Linked DNA regions of Sus scrofa: region 1 is linked to region 2. A link is a contact called in public Hi-C data. All regions are on one chromosome and are shown on one strand. The core of a region is the stretch at or near the end of the contact, and the rest is flanking DNA. Distances in the headings are between cores, read along the strand shown.

Region 1 (4,400 bases), core at 657-3,156, 440 kb before region 2:
CACGGGATCATTGGCATCCCGGGCAGGCCCAATGTCTGACCGGGTGGTGAAGCCAGTGGCACTGCAGGAGACCCCAAGACGCCCACTTATCTGAGTGGCCTTGTTTCTGTGCTTTTCCCTCCACAGGCGTCACCTGATGACACCTACTTTTCCAACTGCTCTGGGAAACCTCCAAAGATCCCGTGAACTCCCCACAGTGCCGTGTGTGCAGGGAACCCCACACAGCCGTGCTCTCCAACGTCGCCGTCCGTCCGCTTCAGGACAGGAAGCTGAGGAGGCTACCAAGGCTCTCTCCTGCCACCCCCGTTCTCCGGGAGAGGGCTTCGCCAGGGCACCAGCCTCCCATTCCCAACACCTGCTAGGCATCTCCCTCTCCCACTCCACCCGGGCCTTCCAACGCAGCTCGGCCCAGGCAGAGCTCCCCTTCCGCACCGGCCCTGCAGCGGCAGCTCTGGGCTGTTTCAGCGGGTGGTGGCAGTGCCGTCCCAGGCACCATGGCATTGGCTCGGCCTCCCTCTCCCTCCCACCCGCCTCCAAGCTCTACAGGGTCTCCCCCCAGAACCCATGCTCCTGAGACCATGACTCCCATCCCATCTCGTTAGGAAGCAAGCTACCCCCCTGCATGGAGCTTCCCTAGCTTCAACACAGCTCCGACCGCAGCCTCTACGCAGCAAGGCTCTCATTCAGATTTGAAGGAGGAAACGAAAGCTTTACAGGCAAGCAAAAGCTAAGAGAATTCAGCACCACTAAACCAGCTTTACAACGAATACTAAAGGAACCTCTCTAGGTAGAAGGAGACCATAACCAGAAACAAAACTATGACGAGTGACGGGGCTCACCGGCAAAGACAAACACGTGAGAAAGGGAGAAGGTCAGCCACACACAAACAGGCCACCAAACCCAGAAATCGGGAGCAGAGGAGGGTACAAAGGCAGGATGCTGGGGATGCACTGGCAATGAAGAGACCAACAGCTTACAACAACCCTGTGTATACAAAGACTCCTATATCAAAACTTCACGGTAACTGCAAACCAAAAATCTACAAGAGATACACACAGAAATAAGAAAAAGCAACCCAAAAACAACACTGAAGACAGTCATCAAACCACAAAAGAAGATAATAACTGCTCAATTCCTCAGCAATAAACGGCCGTCATCTGATCTAGGGGACCCAGTCACAAGCCTCACAGATGCCACCCCTGCCCGCGGAGAGCTGACTCTGAACAGGCAGTACTGTGACCACCGACACCGCAGCGGAAGAACGAGCAACCCTGAGCGAGCACACAGAGGACCCCGGCCGGACGGTGGGGGAATCAGTCCCGTTCAAGGCAGGGGTTGGGGGGGGGCGATGCCTGGCCTGGGGGGTAGTAGCCACGGTGCTCAACTACAAGCACTGCACACTCGCAAGACGGCGTTACCACCCGCCTCTCAGCACAAACACCGGGCTCAGAGCGCCCCGGTGTCCCGTCTCCTGGGGAGGCAGCCTCGCTCGGGTCTGTCCGAACCCAGGACGCCGTTCTTCCCACAAAGACCTGGCCAACCCTGCGCCACCGCTGCTCTCGTCCTCCCCGCCCCGACCCGCCGCCTCACTGAGACGTGTGGGCAGTCGCGACGCGACCACGGTCCCGCCCGGGGCTCCACCCCAGCGCGCGGCCCGCCCCAGGCCTCACCCCCGGCCCAGCCCGGGCACGTAGCCGAGCGGAGCGGGCATGCCCAAGAACGGCTTCTTCTTCTTGTTCATCGCGGCTGTGACGCCGACGGCCGGGAAGGGAAAGGACGGAGGCTGCGGCCGGAGGCCAAAGACGACAGACGACCGAAGCGCCGCCGCAGGAAGAGCTCGCGCGCCCGCGTCACCCGCGCCCCGGAAGCAGAGCGCGCGAACCGACAGATCCCCGCCCACCTCGGCGGCCCCGACCGGAAGTTCCCTAAAGGCGACTTCCGCCCGCTTCCGGCGGCTCCTTGACTCCGAGACCGAGACGCGATAGGCGCATGCGCGGGGGGCGCCTGCTCGTGTAGCTGCGGGCGGGCGGGCGGTGTCACCCTCGATTAGCCCTCGATTAGCAGTCTGCACACGGGGGAACCTCAAACCTTGAGCCGGGGCGGCCCTGCTAACTGCGTGTACTCGATGCATTTCCGATACCTGCCTGTATGGGCAGGACCTATGGGTCCCCCGCCTCCCGGATCCGCCCTCCCTGCCCCCCGCCCAGTCGCCCTGGCCCCGGGGCAGGGCCTAACACAGCTCCGGGGGCTGCACACCCAGCCAGTTGTGTAGAGCTTATGCGGAGTGTATGTGTTGTGATCGCGTGTCCCCGGGTGCAGACTGCTTCCCTGGCTCTCCGCGCTCAGATTTCTGGACCCGATCCGGCAGCGCCGGTACCTGTACAGGCCCCCACCCCCACCATACCCTGAACATTCAGGTGCTTCTGGTGAGGGTGGGAGCCCAGATCCTAGGGAGCTAATTGATGAGCATAAATAAATGCACCAGGACAAGTTAGTATGCGGGCATGAGTGGTCACAGCATGTGGGTGAATTCCGTGTGTCCGTGGGCACAGGTGCAAGTCAAGCCACCTGTGCTCATATTTTAGGTGAATATGCATGACCGTCCTTGGCATACATGTCTGTGTGTCCATGTGCACGTTTGCTGAGGTGGCTGTGGGACATCCTCTGGCCCCCACATTCACCTGGGGAGAGCCCTCAGGCTCTAGGCAAAGCAAGCAAAAAGCTGGCCACATGTTTAGCCTTCTGCTGGACCAGGCAGCCCCCAGCCCACCCTAACCTTTCTCACTGGGGTCCTGGAGCAAACATAGCTCTCCTGCCTGCTGCAGCCTTCTCAGAGTTTCTCCCTCCTCCTTGCCCCCAGCCGAATCCCTTTCAGCACCACGCCCTGGACGCTGAGTCAGATTCTGGGTCTCCAGAGGGGAGGGGAGAGACCCTGCTGTCCTCCAGAAGTTTGCGGTGTTGTGGGGAATAAGAAAGGGTCGAACTGACTTCTCTGGGGAAACGAGTGCCCGTTGGACAGGGAGACCACTGGAGAGGTCTGGAGATGACGTGAATAAAGGAATAAGTAAACTGACATAGGAGAATGGGTTAGGTCTGGCCCTTGACCTGGCCCCCAGTGGACAGAAGCTCCCCGGAGCAGGTACACTACCCTCTCCCCTCCACACACGCACTCTTATGTCCCTGACTCAGATGCTCCTGCAGACCTCTGGATCTCCTGCCGGTGCACAGAGTCCCTTGTCCTTGCACGCCCAGGTGCGCACTGCCGGCCCGTGCCCTGGCAGGCACCGTTCGCATACGCAGATCCGCGCGCCGCCGACACACCTCCGAGTTCCCGGAGCGCGCCCGGCTCTCAGGGCTCAGCGGCAGGTGCCTCGCCGCGCAGACTCGCCGGGCGCGGGGACCGGCTCGGGCGCGGGGCCGGTTGGGGCGGGGCGGCGGCGCGCGTTCCCCGCCGGCCACACGGGCCGCCCTGCGCCCGGCGAGGGGCGTGTGCACAGGCGGGGGACCCGCGGGCCCCATGTTCACGGAGCTGAGGACCAAGCTGAGCCCCCCGCGAGGCCGCTCCGGGGCTGTGCGCGCCGGCTTCGGGGAGCGCCGGGATGTGGACGGTGAGCGGGCTGGACCGGGGCGCGGGAGTATCGGGGTCTGGGGGCTCGAGGACCGAGAGGGACAGGGGCGGGTCCTGGCGGACTCCGAATGGCAGCCGCACTCGGAGTGGGGGGCGCGCCCTGGTCGAACAGGGTCTCGGGTGTCTTTGTCCTGTGCCGGGGCGGGGGTGGGGTGGGGGCGGGCAGTCAGGCCTTGGGAATCAGCGCGCCTTGGTTTGGGAGAGGTGACCCGCTCGGGCTCCTGTCCCCAGGCGAGTAGCACCCCTTTGATCACCTTCTCCTTTGCGCGGAGAAAACCTTCCCCAGCCCCAGCAGTGGGGCCGAGGGGTGGCCGAGACCACAGCGGGACTCAGGCGCCCCCTCCCCATTTTCCTACTGGAAATCTGACATTGGGGCTAGAAGGCGGGACGCACCGATGGACGGACGAAGAGCCCTCCCCCCGGCGCGGACAGGAAATGGGCGGGGCCAAACTGGCCCGGGACAGGTGGCAGAGGCCTCCCACTAGTCCTACCGCCCCTGGCCGGCCTGCGCTGCGAGGCCCAGCGACCCAAAGCCCTGGGACCCCTGCAGGCCCCTGTTCCCTGGGAGGTGCCAGTCTTCTTCCCCCACAGTAGTTACTGCAAGGCACCTCCAGCGGCCACACCCTCTCTCTGACCCCAGGCCTCAAATTTAGAGTCGCCTGTGGCCACTGATACCAGAAAGTTGCAAGAATGGGGAGGAAGGGGGGTAGTGGGGGTGGGGGGTGGGGGGAAATAGTAAGACGTGGGTTTCCCCGCATTAATGAGACCTCCT
Region 2 (4,887 bases), core at 945-3,444:
CTGCTCTGACCAGCATTCCTGCTGACGGTGCAGCGTGAAAAACCCAGGAGCGTCTCTGTCGGGCATTGCGCCTGTCACCTTCGGTTACTCACCAGGGGACCCTGCCTGTCCACCCAAGTACACCTGCTGAATCCAGACCTCTGGACACCTACTGCTGGCAGGGCCCTTTTACACCAGCTGAACTTAGGAAATAAACATTTATTTTCCGTAATCAAGGGAAATAAAACTAGGAGCTTGCTCAAGGCGCCTTTCCGCTCCCTAGTTCCTGTGCTGTGCCTGGTGGTCCCGACTTTCGAAGGCAAACACCGGACCGAACACTGGACTGCACCACCCCACCCAGCGCTGGGCACCCGGCCCCGCCCCACAGGGGACCCCGCCCTTGCCGAGCTCCACACACCCACAGTGTGAAGGTAGAAACGGGTGCACGAGGCGCCCTTCCCAGAGAAGCTGGCCTGCCCAGAGGCTCAGTTCTGGCCACCACGACCCAGTCAGACAAAAGTCAGAACTGGGGGTGGCCTGTCCTGATTTCTAATTGTATAAAATAAGGCAGAGTGAGTGTCTGTGGAAATACTGCAGAGAAAATATGTGAAAAATAAATGACTTCGCCTGGATTTAAGAGGAATTCTCCCCAGCGACTGGTTCTGTATGTGAGAACCCTAAATGCTGTGAAATTTTAAGTTGGATACAGAAAAACAAATACCTGCTAACTTTCAAAATTAGAGTTTATCAGAGTTCCCGTTGTGGCTCAGCGGTTAAAGAATCTGACTAGGAACCCTGAGGTTGCGGGTTCGGTCCCTGGCTTCGCTCAGTGGGTTAAGGATCCAGTGTTGCCGTGAGCTGTGGTGTAGGTTACAGACGCGGCTCGGATCCTGCGTTGCTGTGGTTCCGGTGTAGGCTGGCGGCTACAGCTCCAATCTGACCCCTAACCTGGGAACCTCCATATGCCGCAGGTGCGGCCCTAGAAAAGGTAAAAAACACAAAAGCAATCCCAAAAAACAAAACAAAACAACAGTTTATCTTGGAAAATGATCCAGGAACTCCTGTTTTAATGTTTGAAATCAAGATGGTCAAACACAGTTTTCTGCACGTGGATGTGGCTTCTGCAAACAGTGAACTAAACACACTTTTTCTCCGTTTATGAAGAAAACCACTTCTCAGACTGCAGGATGCTGCTCCTGAAGTGGGGACCTCCTCAACCCTGGAGATCAAAGGGGGTGACGCAGGGACACTGCCTGGTCCCCAGGGCTGTTACCCTCATCTTTCTCAGACACCAGCCAAGACACCCAAAGCGCCTCGTCCAAGCACAAGGCTGTCTCACTCTAAAGCAGAGAGCGGAAGCCAAATGTCAAGGCTAATTATCCCCGGGCCATTGTTACGGCCCCACCGGGCCCGTCAGAAACAGCCTGGCCGGCACATCGCGCCTGCACTGAATGAGCACAACTCTCCTTCGGGGCCTGCGATGAGGCTGTTCAACAGCGAGGGCGGCCAAGGAGCATACTTCTAACCTGAAGGCACATAACCTGAAAAAGAATCTTAGAGTCGCTTCTCGGTTTCCTCTCCTCCCAAGACGATCACCCACCGCGGATGAGGAGGCAAGGAGCTGAGGCCCGGAGGCTGCCCCCGGAAGGGCCTCTCCGACACCGACTCTTCCCTCCTCGGGCGGGAAGCCCCTTCGGAGCTACGACCCGGCCTGACCAGAGCCTGTGTCCAAACCCGGTCCTGGGTCCGAAGGTGGGGACGGGGCAGGGCCGGCTGGCCCCACGGAGGGGCTGCGGTGGGCAGGGGCCCGTGACAGCCTCGGAGGAAAGAAGGCTGGGGGCCGGGGGCGCGCGGCGGGGTGGGCGGGGGGTCGGTCCGGGCGGGGGCGGCGGCGGAGGGGCGGCGCGGGGGGGCCCCCCGGGCAGCAGTCCGCCGGGGCGGGGGCGGCAGGGGCAAGGCGGCCTCCGGGAGGGGTGGGGGTCCGGGCGGGGCAGCCGCCGGGAGGGGCTGAGGACTAGCCGGGGGGAGCCGGGACTTCGGCCGTGTCTTACCTGGCAGGGCTCGATCCTGCGCGCCCGTCGGGCGGGGGTCCGGGCGGGGGTCCGGGCGGGGGTCCGGGCTGGGGTCGGCGGCGCCGCGAACTGCACCGAAGATGCTCGCCGGCCGCCCACCCCGCCGCCACCCGCTTCCGGCTACGTAGCGCGTCGCGAGGCCTGACGGGAAGCCGGGGGCGGGCCGGCGGGGGCGGGACTTCCTCCGGCCGGCTGGGCCGGAAGCGCGTCCCTGCCCCATCACCATGGGGACGCGTCCTTCCCAGGGTTGCAGTCTCAGACTGGTTGTCCCGCGGGGCCCACGAGGTCCTGGGGGCCGACAGCCACGCTCACCGGCGACGCGCCATCAGGACGCTCAAATGAGGATGGCTCAGGGGCGTCTACTTACAAGGGAGCCGATTAGGGGGGCGTGGGCGGGCTTAGGGCACCGCCGGAATTCTGCGGGCCGCCGGAGCTGGAGCCCCAGAGCTGTGACGTCAACAGGCCCCAAGGAAAAGGGGGAGGGAGAGGTTCCGGGACTCCGGAAGGAGAGAGTCCTCAGGGCCTCTGCCCCAGAGAAGCTGTTATCTTTGGTTGAGGGCGTGGCCAGCCGAGGAGATCTAGCCGAGGAAGCCGCAGGAATAAATGCCGGCCCCTCTGGCCTCTCACCTCCCGATCTCCTGATCCGGCCTCCCGCTGGCCGAGCCCGTTGGTGAACTCCGAGGAGAAGAAGGGTGCAAGCAGGCTGCAAAGCAGTGTGAATAGTAAGATCCCAAATACGGGAAATTTGACTGCAGGAAAGGAACTGTCGAGAGTGATGCTCTCTGGGAGGTATAATGGCAAACGATTTTTGGTTTTGTTTTCACTTTATGCTTTTCTGAGAAGTCCGCATATTCTTCACGGACCTCCGTAACTTTTGGAGTAACCCAATATAAACACTTCTACTGAGACATAGTTTATTTTCAGTAATGTGCATTCAGTGAGTCTTGGCGGATGTGCGCCCCAGCGTAGCCACCACCATGATCAGTTACACGGCATCTCATCGGAGGCAAGCCCTGTTCTTTTAGCCCATTTCTCAGGTGGTCTGTTCTAGAACATCACCTAATAGAATCATGCCACGCTTTCAAATGGCTTCTTTCATTCAGACTATGTTGTCAAGGTTCGTCCCTGTCTTAGCCTCTGTCAGCACTTCATTCCTTTTCACAGCTGAATACTATTCCACGACATGAAAATGCCCCTTTGTTTATCCGTTCACATATTGGACACTACAGTCATCTCTGAGTCTTGGCTGTTGTGAATAGAGCTGCCCTGAAGTTCATGTACAAGTCCTTTAAGGGTATATTTCATTTTTTTTTTTTTTTGGTCTTTTTGCTATTTCTTTGGGCCGCGGCATATGGAGGTTCCCAGGCTAGGGGTCTAATCGGAGCTGTAGCCGCCAGCCTACGCCAGAGCCACAGCAATGCTGGATCCGAGCCGCGTCTGCAACCTACACCACAGCTCACGGCAACGCCGGATCGTTAACCCACTGAGCAAGGGCAGGGACCGAACCCGCAACCTCATGGTTCCTAGTCGGATTCGTTAACCTCTGCGCCACGACGGGAACTCCAAGGGTATATTTCAAAACCTCTTTTGCTTAATTACCTAGAAGAAACATTGCTGGGTGATGAAGTAAAGGGCATGTTGAGCTTTGTAAAAAATTGTGTGGCAGTCTTCCGAAACAGCTGTACCATTTCACACTCTGCCAGCCCCGGAGCTCCAGTTGCTCCATGTCCTTGGCAACACTTAGTATTGTCAGCCTCTTAGTTGCAGCCAGTCTGAGGGGTACAACACAGAGTCTCATTTGCATTTTCCCTCCACTGCTGGTTGAAAGCTTCCCTGGGTGCTCCTCTTCGTTTCTGGGCGATTCGAGCTGCTGGCATCTCAAACACAAAAGGGCTAAGACGGTGTGGATGGGGCACTCATAAGGTCTACTCAGCGGCAATGTGAGACAGTGTGGAGTTTAGCATGAGACCCTGTGGTTGGAACCGAGTGGGTTCCACGACTCAAAAGTGCGAGGGTCTCATGCTGGATTCCCGACAGTGTGCTCCCTGGAGGAGATGGGCTGCGAAGGAGGAAATTTTTTTTTTAAGGGAAGTTCCTGGGCTAGAGGTTGAATTGAAGCTGTAGCTGCCGGCCACAGCCACAGCCGCAAGCACAGCCACACGGGATCTGAGCCACACCTGCAACCTACACCACAACCTGTGGCCACATCAGATCTTAACCCACTGAATGAGGCCAGAGATCAAACCCGGGTCCTTACGGATACTAGTCAGGCTCTTAACCCTCTGAGCCACAGTGGGGGCTCTAAGGAAGCAATGGGAGGAGAGGAAAGGGAGGTGGTCCCGGAAAGGCCACAGTGGGAGCTGCCGTTTGGCCCTGGCTGGAGCGAACGGGGAGAAGAGGCGGAAGTTTCAGTTTTCTCATCATAAAGCTAAAAGGTCAGTCGTCCCCCCCCACCCCCGCTGCCCCGCTTTGGGAGGCCTGGGGCTGTGCTCATCCACAGAGCAGGGCCTCTGTCCCCAGAGCCAAGAGCAGAGGGGTGGCCCTTCCAAGGACACCGCAAGCCTGCACTCACAGCACACGTGGCACCCCTGCCTCTCTCTGCCACATTAAGGCTCACACAGTGGCCACGTCACAGAGGAGAAAGTGCTCGTGGCCGGGGCAGGGGCTGGGCAATCACGCGGCAAATGGTGGGGAACACGCAGCTGCGACTTGAAGCCGTTTTACACCGTCCGAAACACCAAGACCACGTGTGTTTCTTCCAGAACCGCCAGCGGTCCATTGACTCCCAGTTAGAGGAACGCGATCCTCGTGGTTTGTCCCCAGGGCTCCCGACGTT

What was found. A called contact is a pair of places that touch in the nucleus more often than the background predicts.
Region 1: a contact with region 2 is called in a Hi-C map of skeletal muscle, with 7 times the contacts expected there. The contact joins the promoter of PRPF6 here to the promoter of ARFGAP1 in region 2. A contact is called at or near these places in 1 of 5 promoter capture datasets (liver) and 2 of 47 Hi-C or Micro-C datasets (liver and skeletal muscle).

What each region holds. Positions count from the first base shown.
Region 1 is chr17:62,813,015-62,817,414 of Sscrofa11.1, reverse strand. It overlaps PRPF6 (pre-mRNA-processing factor 6), which reads right to left and starts at 1,906. Exons shown (of 21, transcript XM_021077613.1): 1 at 1,671-1,906; 2 at 1-61. The coding sequence starts at 1,741. SAMD10 (sterile alpha motif domain-containing protein 10) reads left to right here and starts at 3,422. Exons shown (of 5, transcript XM_021077668.1): 1 at 3,422-3,608. The coding sequence starts at 3,518.
Region 2 is chr17:62,377,367-62,382,253 of Sscrofa11.1, reverse strand. It overlaps ARFGAP1 (ADP-ribosylation factor GTPase-activating protein 1), which reads right to left and starts at 2,194. Exons shown (of 12, transcript XR_002339924.1): 1 at 2,031-2,194.